Regions from separate parts of the Mus musculus genome. Here region 1 is linked to region 2. Evidence: chromatin contacts called from public HiChIP or PLAC-seq data. All regions are on one chromosome and are shown on one strand. Each heading gives the region's core, a stretch centred on a gene start, on an enhancer-like site or on the middle of the called end of the contact. The rest is flanking DNA. Distances are from core to core; before and after follow the strand shown.

Region 1 (4,048 bases), core at 859-3,358, 850 kb before region 2:
GCTGTGACCTGGTCTTTGGTCTGGCTGGAGAGCATCAGCGACAGGAGTACCTGGTACCTCCTCACCTGCTTGTGCAAGGACGGGTCCCAGTCAAGTCCCTTACCCATCTGTCTTGTCACATACTTCTATAGAGTAGCCGAAGCTTGGATGAATTGCTTGGAATCATACCTTGTATGGGATGGATATTAGACCATAGCTAGCTGCTACTGTTACAGTGTAACACTACTCATTTTATAGACAAGAAGGGCCAGAGTTAGAGATACTCAGGATACCAGGATCCGAAGGTAGTTAGCCCTATGGTTAGTCTAAGGAACCAACACAATGTAAGGGAGTCTGCTTCTCCTGCATTATTGGATGTTCCCAAATGCACCACCACTGTGCATGAGGCTTCAAGTCTCAGACACTCTGCCATGCACGGTGGCCACAATGATTGACAGGTGATGTACGTTGTACATGTTCTAAGGTTATGGGAGGAGCGCATCTTCCTGGGTATGTATGTATGTATGTATGTATGTATGTATCCTCCTGTATGGCAGCAGGGAGAGCTGGCAGGTCTTGCTCTTTTTCTGGTAGAGACCTAAAAGGAAGTAAGCACCTTGCTGGATAGGCGGAGGTGTTGCATACCTTCGGGGAGGCACTTGCATCATAGCAGTGCTCGGCGCCTAGCTGGTCCACAGGTGCATCCTTCTTGCTTCTCATGATGCGGATGTTGGCCAGTTGCTGCTGCCAGTTCTGGGGCTCCCAAACGGGCACTTTGAGGGGCTCAGCATCTTCGCCTTCCTCACCATTAGCCGCTTCATAGGCCACATGCGTTTTCTGTGTTCTCCGTGGATGTCTCACGGGCCTGTGGCTTTTTCTTCCTTCTGCAAAAAAGTGCCATTCAGTCTTTGGAGTGGGTTTTATATGAGGGTGGGGGAAGGGTGCTGCTTACCTGCCAATCCACATCCCCACACTTGTTTGTGCAACTAACTGTCCATTATCTACCACGATGTGTACAGAAGTGCTGTGCTCTGCCCTTGTCACAACAGTACATGACAGTCTGACAAAGTGCCTGTTAGCACACCGACACTAGTAACAGCCTCTAGGATAATATAACCTCTCTCCTTTGTCCCAAGTCCTTTGAGTTACATTCAAGAGAACCTCTCTCTTCACACCCAAACTGGACAGTGCAACTCCCCTTTCAGAAATCGTTGCATTTAGGATGAGCTCCAAACTCTACTACTATAAAACATTTGCTGCCTTAACAGTATCAACACTTTCTGTGGCCCTTGGCCCTTGCCAAGCCTCAGCCTGGATCCCAGCGGATCTCTACTACTGAACCGATTCTGGGAGACCATTGCTGCCTACGCACACTCCTGCTCTAGCCACTTATGTCTAAGTCCCAGGCGGGGACGGGCTGATAATTACTCCCTGAGTACCACTAGTTGGCACATAGTAGGCCCTTAATGGCTACAGGACAAACACAATGAGTGCCATGCCCTTTCCTGTTTTCTCTCTGGGCCTGTTTTCTTTCAGAACCACCGTCCAGCTGGGAGAGAAGACTTCTAGCTGGGTGTGTTCTTGGCACACAGCCTGGCCCTACAAGAGAGGGAGGCAGCTCTGAGAACAGAGCTGTGTCCCACGGACAGCCTGGAGCAAGTGAATGTCCTAAGCTAGGCTGGTTGGACTAAAACTTTTCACTGGCGATAAGGGTGGATGAATACATCCAGAACCCAGTCTTACGGACCCTGCAGACCCTGCGGGTCCCAGACCCTTGGAAGAAGCTAGAAGTGGGGCCACGTGAGATTTAAGCGTAGCTTCAATTCAAGATTCAAGGCAGCTGCCTACTCCGCGGCGCCTAGAGTTTAGGTCAGATGCTGCGGCCCGGGACGCAAGCCTGGAGCCAAAGTTCCACGTTCCTCCTTTCCTCCAAAACGCCTGCAGGCGCAGAGCTACCTGCAGCAGCCTCTCGCGGGGCGAGCTCCTCCCTACACCCTTCCGACGCGATCCTAGTCGCGCGGCTCCGACTGCGAGTCACCATCCGCACCCCTGAGTTCATGCCTGGGCTGTAAACTACTCCTCCGAGCAGCCCCGCGATCCCACCACTTGCTCAACGCGCACGCGAAACTACAATTCCCAGAGAGCTCAACGCAAATAGTCAGCAAAGCCTCGCCCCCGGAAGTACGGGTTGCGCTTCCGGCAGCTGCCCTGGGCCGGGGGTGTGCGCCCTTCCCTGGGTGCAGGAGGACCTGCGCGCGAAAGGCGCGCGCGGGGTGAGTAGCCCTGGAGGCTCTGACTGCTGGGGCGGGTTGCGATGGTTTGTGTGGTCGCGTCGCGATGGGGTGAGGGGAATTGGTCGTTCTGATTCCAATCCTCCGCCGCTCCCACCGCTGACAAGTCCTAGCGCTTCAAGCCCTCCATTGCGAATGTGAGCGGGCCTCTGCATCTATTCACGCGACAGCTCCTCCTTAACCTAGGGAGAACTAATGGCAATCAACAGGCGGGTCGCTAGAGTAAGCCTATACCTCCGGAGTTGATTTGTGGCTGAGTTCCTCCTGCATGGAGTTGAGTTGCCCCAGAGGCTGTAGGAAGGACAGGTTATTGCCTACCCTTGACCTAGGATTCTGGAGGTTCGCCTCGAGGGCAGAAGGGAGAACCTTTCCTGGGGTGTATCAAATAATATGTTTATTTCTACACAGAGCAGTTCTCTAGTACTGCCCTGCCCACCATGGCCAAACCAACAAGCAAAGATTCCGGCTTGAAGGAGAAGTTCAAGATACTGTTGGGATTGGGAACATCGAGGCCAAATCCCAGGTGTGCAGAAGGCAAACAGACTGAGTTTATCATCACATCGGAAATCTTGAGAGTGAGTGAGTGGCCAATGTCTTGGCTAGCCCAGCACAAAGGCTAGGAAGGCTGGGTTTGTCTGTCATTGGGTTCTGTGGGAGATGGGTTGCTGGTAACCATCTGCATAGGGCTGCTGTCCCCAGTACTGTGGAGACAGATATATGCCTGTCCTCAGGATCTTGGTGTCCTGCTTTAGCACACTTGCCTTAGAAGTTAGGTGTTGTATGAAAACTTATTTTGTTTAGTGTTATGGTAGATAGATGCCCTGTACTCTCTCAGCACGTGAGAGGCAGAGGAGATAGGATTATGAAGTTGGAGGCAACATAATTGTAACCCACCTGAGCTACAGTAGTGAGACTGGGTCCTCCTCTCCTCAAAGATGTTCGTTTCCTTTTTTAAATTGGAGATCCACCCTTTCTTTTTAGGAACTTTTAAAAAAAGATTTATTTATTTAACATACACACACACACACACACACACACACACACACACACACACACACACACACACTGTAGATGACACACCAGAAGAGGGCATCAGATCCCATCACAGATGGTTGTGAGCCACCATGTGGTTACTGGGAATTGAACTCAGGACCTCTGGAAGAGCAGTCAGTGCTCTTAACCACTGAGCTATCTCACCAGCCTCGAGATCCAGCCTTAAAAAACCAAACCAAACACAACAAAACAAAATGCTGGGTGATGGTGGTGGTTGGTGTATGCTGCTAATCCTGCCCAGCACTGGGGAAGTTCAGTACAGCCAGAGATACACAGAGAAACGCTGGAGAGACAGAGGAAGGGATGGAGCGAGGGAGGGAGAGAGAGAGAGAAAAAAAAACAGAGAGAGGAAAGAAACCCCATTGGTTTACAGGGGAAATGCAGAACAACGTTAGGTGGTTTATGGCCAGTGGGTAAGAAGACCTCTTTTTAAAAGCTCAGCCCTTTTCCTCTTTTCTCTTCTCTAGGAACTGAGTGGTGAATGCGGCCTCAACAATCGCATCCGAATGATAGGGCAGATCTGTGATGTGGCAAAAACTAAGAAGCTTGAGGAGGTGGGTTTGCCTCAGCTGCACTGCTGGAGTAGTGCATGCCCACTGCAGGCTGTAGAGAGTCATGCCCACTGCAGGCTCTAGAGAATCTCCAGTCTGCGGCTGCTGCCTTGAGCTGTCTTTTCTTGTTTTTGAGATGTGCTGTGTAGCCCTGACTGGCCTGGTATTGACTGT
Region 2 (3,686 bases), core at 440-2,939:
AATTCTCTGAAAAAGAACCAAAAACCTGGAAACATCTGACCAGACCCTAGCCAGTGGTAAGAACCGGGATGCTGAGGCAGGAGGGCTGTTATGAGTTCAAGAGCTACATAGTGGGATACTATTGAAAAAATAAATAAAATGTACCTAAGTATATTTTCCTCTAATAGCTTCCTAAGTAGTCAAAACTGGCTTTGAACTCTTAGTCCTGGTATCTCTGGAAGTACAGTCATGTGCCACTATGTGTGTTTAAGTTAAATAATTTTTTAAAAATACAAGATCTTTATTGGTTCCATGTTTTGAAAATAGCCTCCACAATATTTATTTAGTATTTATTTATATTTGTGTTTGGATGTTTTGCTTGGATGGACAGAGACCAGAAGAGGGCGTCTAATCCCCTGGAACTGGAGTTATGCTCCAGGAGATCTGCATCATTGCGAGCGGCCATATAGGTGCAGGAAGAACAGCCAGTGCTCTCAACCAATGATCCATCTCTCCACGTGTGGTCATGGGTTTGTGTGTGGAGATCAGAAGACAACTTTGTGAAGTGATTTCTCTCCTTCTACCTTTATGTGGGTCCTAGGGATTAAATTTGGGTAGGCCTGGCTTGGTAGCAAGTGCTGTAAACTAAGGCTTCTGGTTGAACCAGCTATCTAAAGGGGAGCCACCTCATTGGACCCCTTGTTTTGTTCTTTTGAGACAGAGGCTTAACATCAGTGATTTATACGTGAAGATTATATATAATATACAATTATATTATACCATATATAATAATATATCTTATTAGAACATAATAATTTTAGAAACAACCAAGACTATGATTGATTGCAAATGACGTAATTCATGAAGACCTTTGCGTTACTAGAGAATGCCCAGGAAATGACGTTGACTCGAGAGAAAGGATGGGGCCATGGAGGAAAAGGAGCCAGGAAGAAGGGTGGGACCCAAGGACCTGCGGAGCCAGGGCCATGTGGGAGTAAAGGGGGAGAGCCTTTCTGCAGATGGGTGAGGGCCAGCAATCCCAGAATGATAGGATGCACGAGCACGCAAAATACAGAAAGCAGCGCCCTGAGCCATTCCGGTTTCCATCTCCACAGTAGAAGGTTGCGGGGATAAAGTCACTGAATTGTGCCAGGGCTATTTCAGCAGTCAGTGACTACAACAATGGGCGACGGCTGAACAAATGATAAATACTGGACCAATGGGCGAGGGCTGGGCTAATGACAAAGGATGCTGCGCAGTTAGGAATGTTAGCTTCAATGAAGAACACATTTCCCTTCCCTCGGAGGGACAGACAAAAACCTTTAAATAAGCATTCCAGTTTATGCTTTATTTAGTATTTATTTATATTTGTGTTTGGATGTTTTGCTTGGATGGACAGAGACCAGAAGAGGGCGTCTAATCCCCTGGAACTGGAGTTATGCTCCAGGAGGGAGTCAGAGTCAAATACGGGGGAAGTAAGTGGAAAGACGTCAGTAGACCATACCGGGGATCCTAAACCCAGGTAGCCCAATTCCTACTGGCTCCGCCCCCTTCCCGGGTAATGGACCCGCCCCTCACGCCTATTCATCGAGCGTTCAACTTGTCGCTGCGAAGGTAATATCCGGATAGACGGAATTCGACAAAGGAATGGGGGCCCCCTCATCCTGCGCATGCTCGCCCCGTGACCCTAGCTTGAGGTGACGGCGGGAGCCAAGGCGGGGGCCCAAAGCACTGAGGCTGAGGGACCCGCCACGGCTCCGTCGTCCGAGAGGCAGGGCCTGCTGCCGTCGGTGAGGACGGGCCCCCAGCGGGCGGGAGGGTCCTGGCTCCAGAAGCGACTCCTAGCCTAGAGGTCTGGGGATGCGGGACCGGTGTTCGGAAGGGTCCCTGGCTCTGGCCCCCCACCCCCAGATTCTGGCCGCTTTCTTGTCGGCCATCCGCGAGGCTCTTCCTTTCTCCATGCTTCCCTTTCATAAACCCACACTACCCCTGGACACCCCCAATCTGGGACACACAACCCCCAACGCGTCCCTACCCCAGCCCACTCTACCTGGTACATGTCCATCCTTCTGCAGTTTTGTTGCGTATGACCTGGGGGTGGGGGTGGGGTCCTTGTCCCAGTGGCAGAATTTGAGGGCTGGGACCCAGCTAGGGAGATGCTCAGGGGACTGAAACATTGGTTCGAGGGAAGCAGGGAGCTGGGGCAAGGGTGGTGGAAGATACCATTCTGAGTCATGGTGACTGGGGAAGGGAGGTACTCTTATGTGGGACCTCCACATTGGGGGACCTTTGCTGTGTTCTGCATATAATACAGTTCTTGACCTTTTGGGAGGGTGACTGCCATTTTCTTATGTCTCCCTGTGGGATGCCTCCCGCATACCCCAGTGTCATACCGTTCCTTGGAAAGTCCAATTACAGTTCTCCAGGACTGTGCAGGACAGTGACTATGGCAGCAGCAGGTGTTAGTAACGTGAGTTCAAAGACCTTACCCTTCTTCATCTGATGCTAGCATCTCCTATTACACAGATCAAACCAGCCCAAAAAGGGTAAGGGCATGTTTCATTCTCATCTTTGTGAAGGTAATTCTGTCCATCACCCCAAGATAACAACTGAAGTTCCAAGCCTGCAGAGCTTCCTCAGTAAGAGTTTGGACTTTTAACTGTTCTATGGCCATCAAAACAACAATCACCACCCATCTAGTGACACATTATTAAAATGACACATTATTGTCGTATATTTTAGAGGCTAGAAGTCAGATGTGGGTGTTATACAGCAGGCTGAATACAGCAGGGCTGTATTCATTCCTGAGGCTTTAGGAGAAAAACATTTTTTGTTTGTTTGTTTGTTTGTTTTTTTGAGACAGGGTTTCTCTGTGTAGCCCTGGCTGTCCTGGAATTCACTCTGTAGACCAGGCTGGCCTCAAACTCAGAAATCTACCTGCCTCTGCCTCCCAAGTGCTGGGATTAAAGGCATGCACCACCACTGCCCGGACAAGGAGAGAAACATTTAATTTGCCTCTTGCAGCTTCTAGAAACCTACCTCATTTGGCTGGCATGCCCTTGCTCGGTCTTCAAAGCCCCTCCTCAAATAATTAACCCTGCCTCTAACCTTATCTTTCCTGTTCTTTACATCCCATTTCCACATTTTTTCTTTTTCCTTTCCTTTTTTTTGGGGGTGTGGGGGGTTTGAGACAGGGTTTCTCTGTGTAGCCCTGGCTATCTTGGAACTCACTTTGTAGACCAGGCTGGCCTCAAACTCAGAAATCTGCCTGCCTCTGCCTCCCGAGTGCTGGGATTAAAGGCGTGCGCCACCACCCCCGGCTTTTTTTTTTTTTTTTAATAAATTGTTTTGTGTGTCTGTGTGCCACATGTATGTGGTACCTGTGAAGGTCAGACAGGGCATTGTGTCCTCTGAGGTGGACAGGTGGTTGTGTGAGCTACCTAATGTGGGTGCTGGAAACCGAACTCATGTTTTCTGGAAGAGAGGGAAGCAGCTGAACACTGAGCTATCTATCCAGCCCTGTTTCTTTTGTTTGATTTTTTTTTTTTTTTGAATGAGTGTGTGCATGTGCCCTGTGGCAATCAGAAGACCACTTGTGGGAATTGGCTCTTTCCTACGATACGGATCCTGGAATTAGCTCTTTCCTACGATACGGATCCTGGAATTAGCTCTTTCCTACGATACGGATCCTGGGATTGAACTCAGGT

The links. HiChIP or PLAC-seq counts read pairs in DNA pulled down with a chosen protein or histone mark.
Region 1: a contact with region 2 is called in an H3K27ac HiChIP or PLAC-seq map of microglia, with 4 times the contacts expected there. The contact joins the promoter of Nthl1 here to the promoter of Flywch2 in region 2. A contact is called at or near these places in 2 of 115 datasets of contacts at active chromatin or transcription factors (microglia and pancreatic cancer cells).

Annotation. Positions count from the first base shown.
Region 1 is chr17:24,630,742-24,634,789 of GRCm38.p6, reverse strand. Nthl1 (nth (endonuclease III)-like 1 (E.coli)) reads right to left here and starts at 2,108. Exons shown (of 6, transcript NM_008743.2): 1 at 1,936-2,108; 2 at 625-863; 3 at 1-65. The coding sequence starts at 2,038. Tsc2 (TSC complex subunit 2) reads left to right here and starts at 2,163. Exons shown (of 42, transcript NM_001286713.1): 1 at 2,163-2,252; 2 at 2,679-2,845; 3 at 3,791-3,877. The coding sequence starts at 2,708.
Region 2 is chr17:23,784,084-23,787,769 of GRCm38.p6, reverse strand. It overlaps Flywch2 (FLYWCH family member 2), which reads left to right and starts at 1,689. Exons shown (of 3, transcript NM_029798.4): 1 at 1,689-1,769.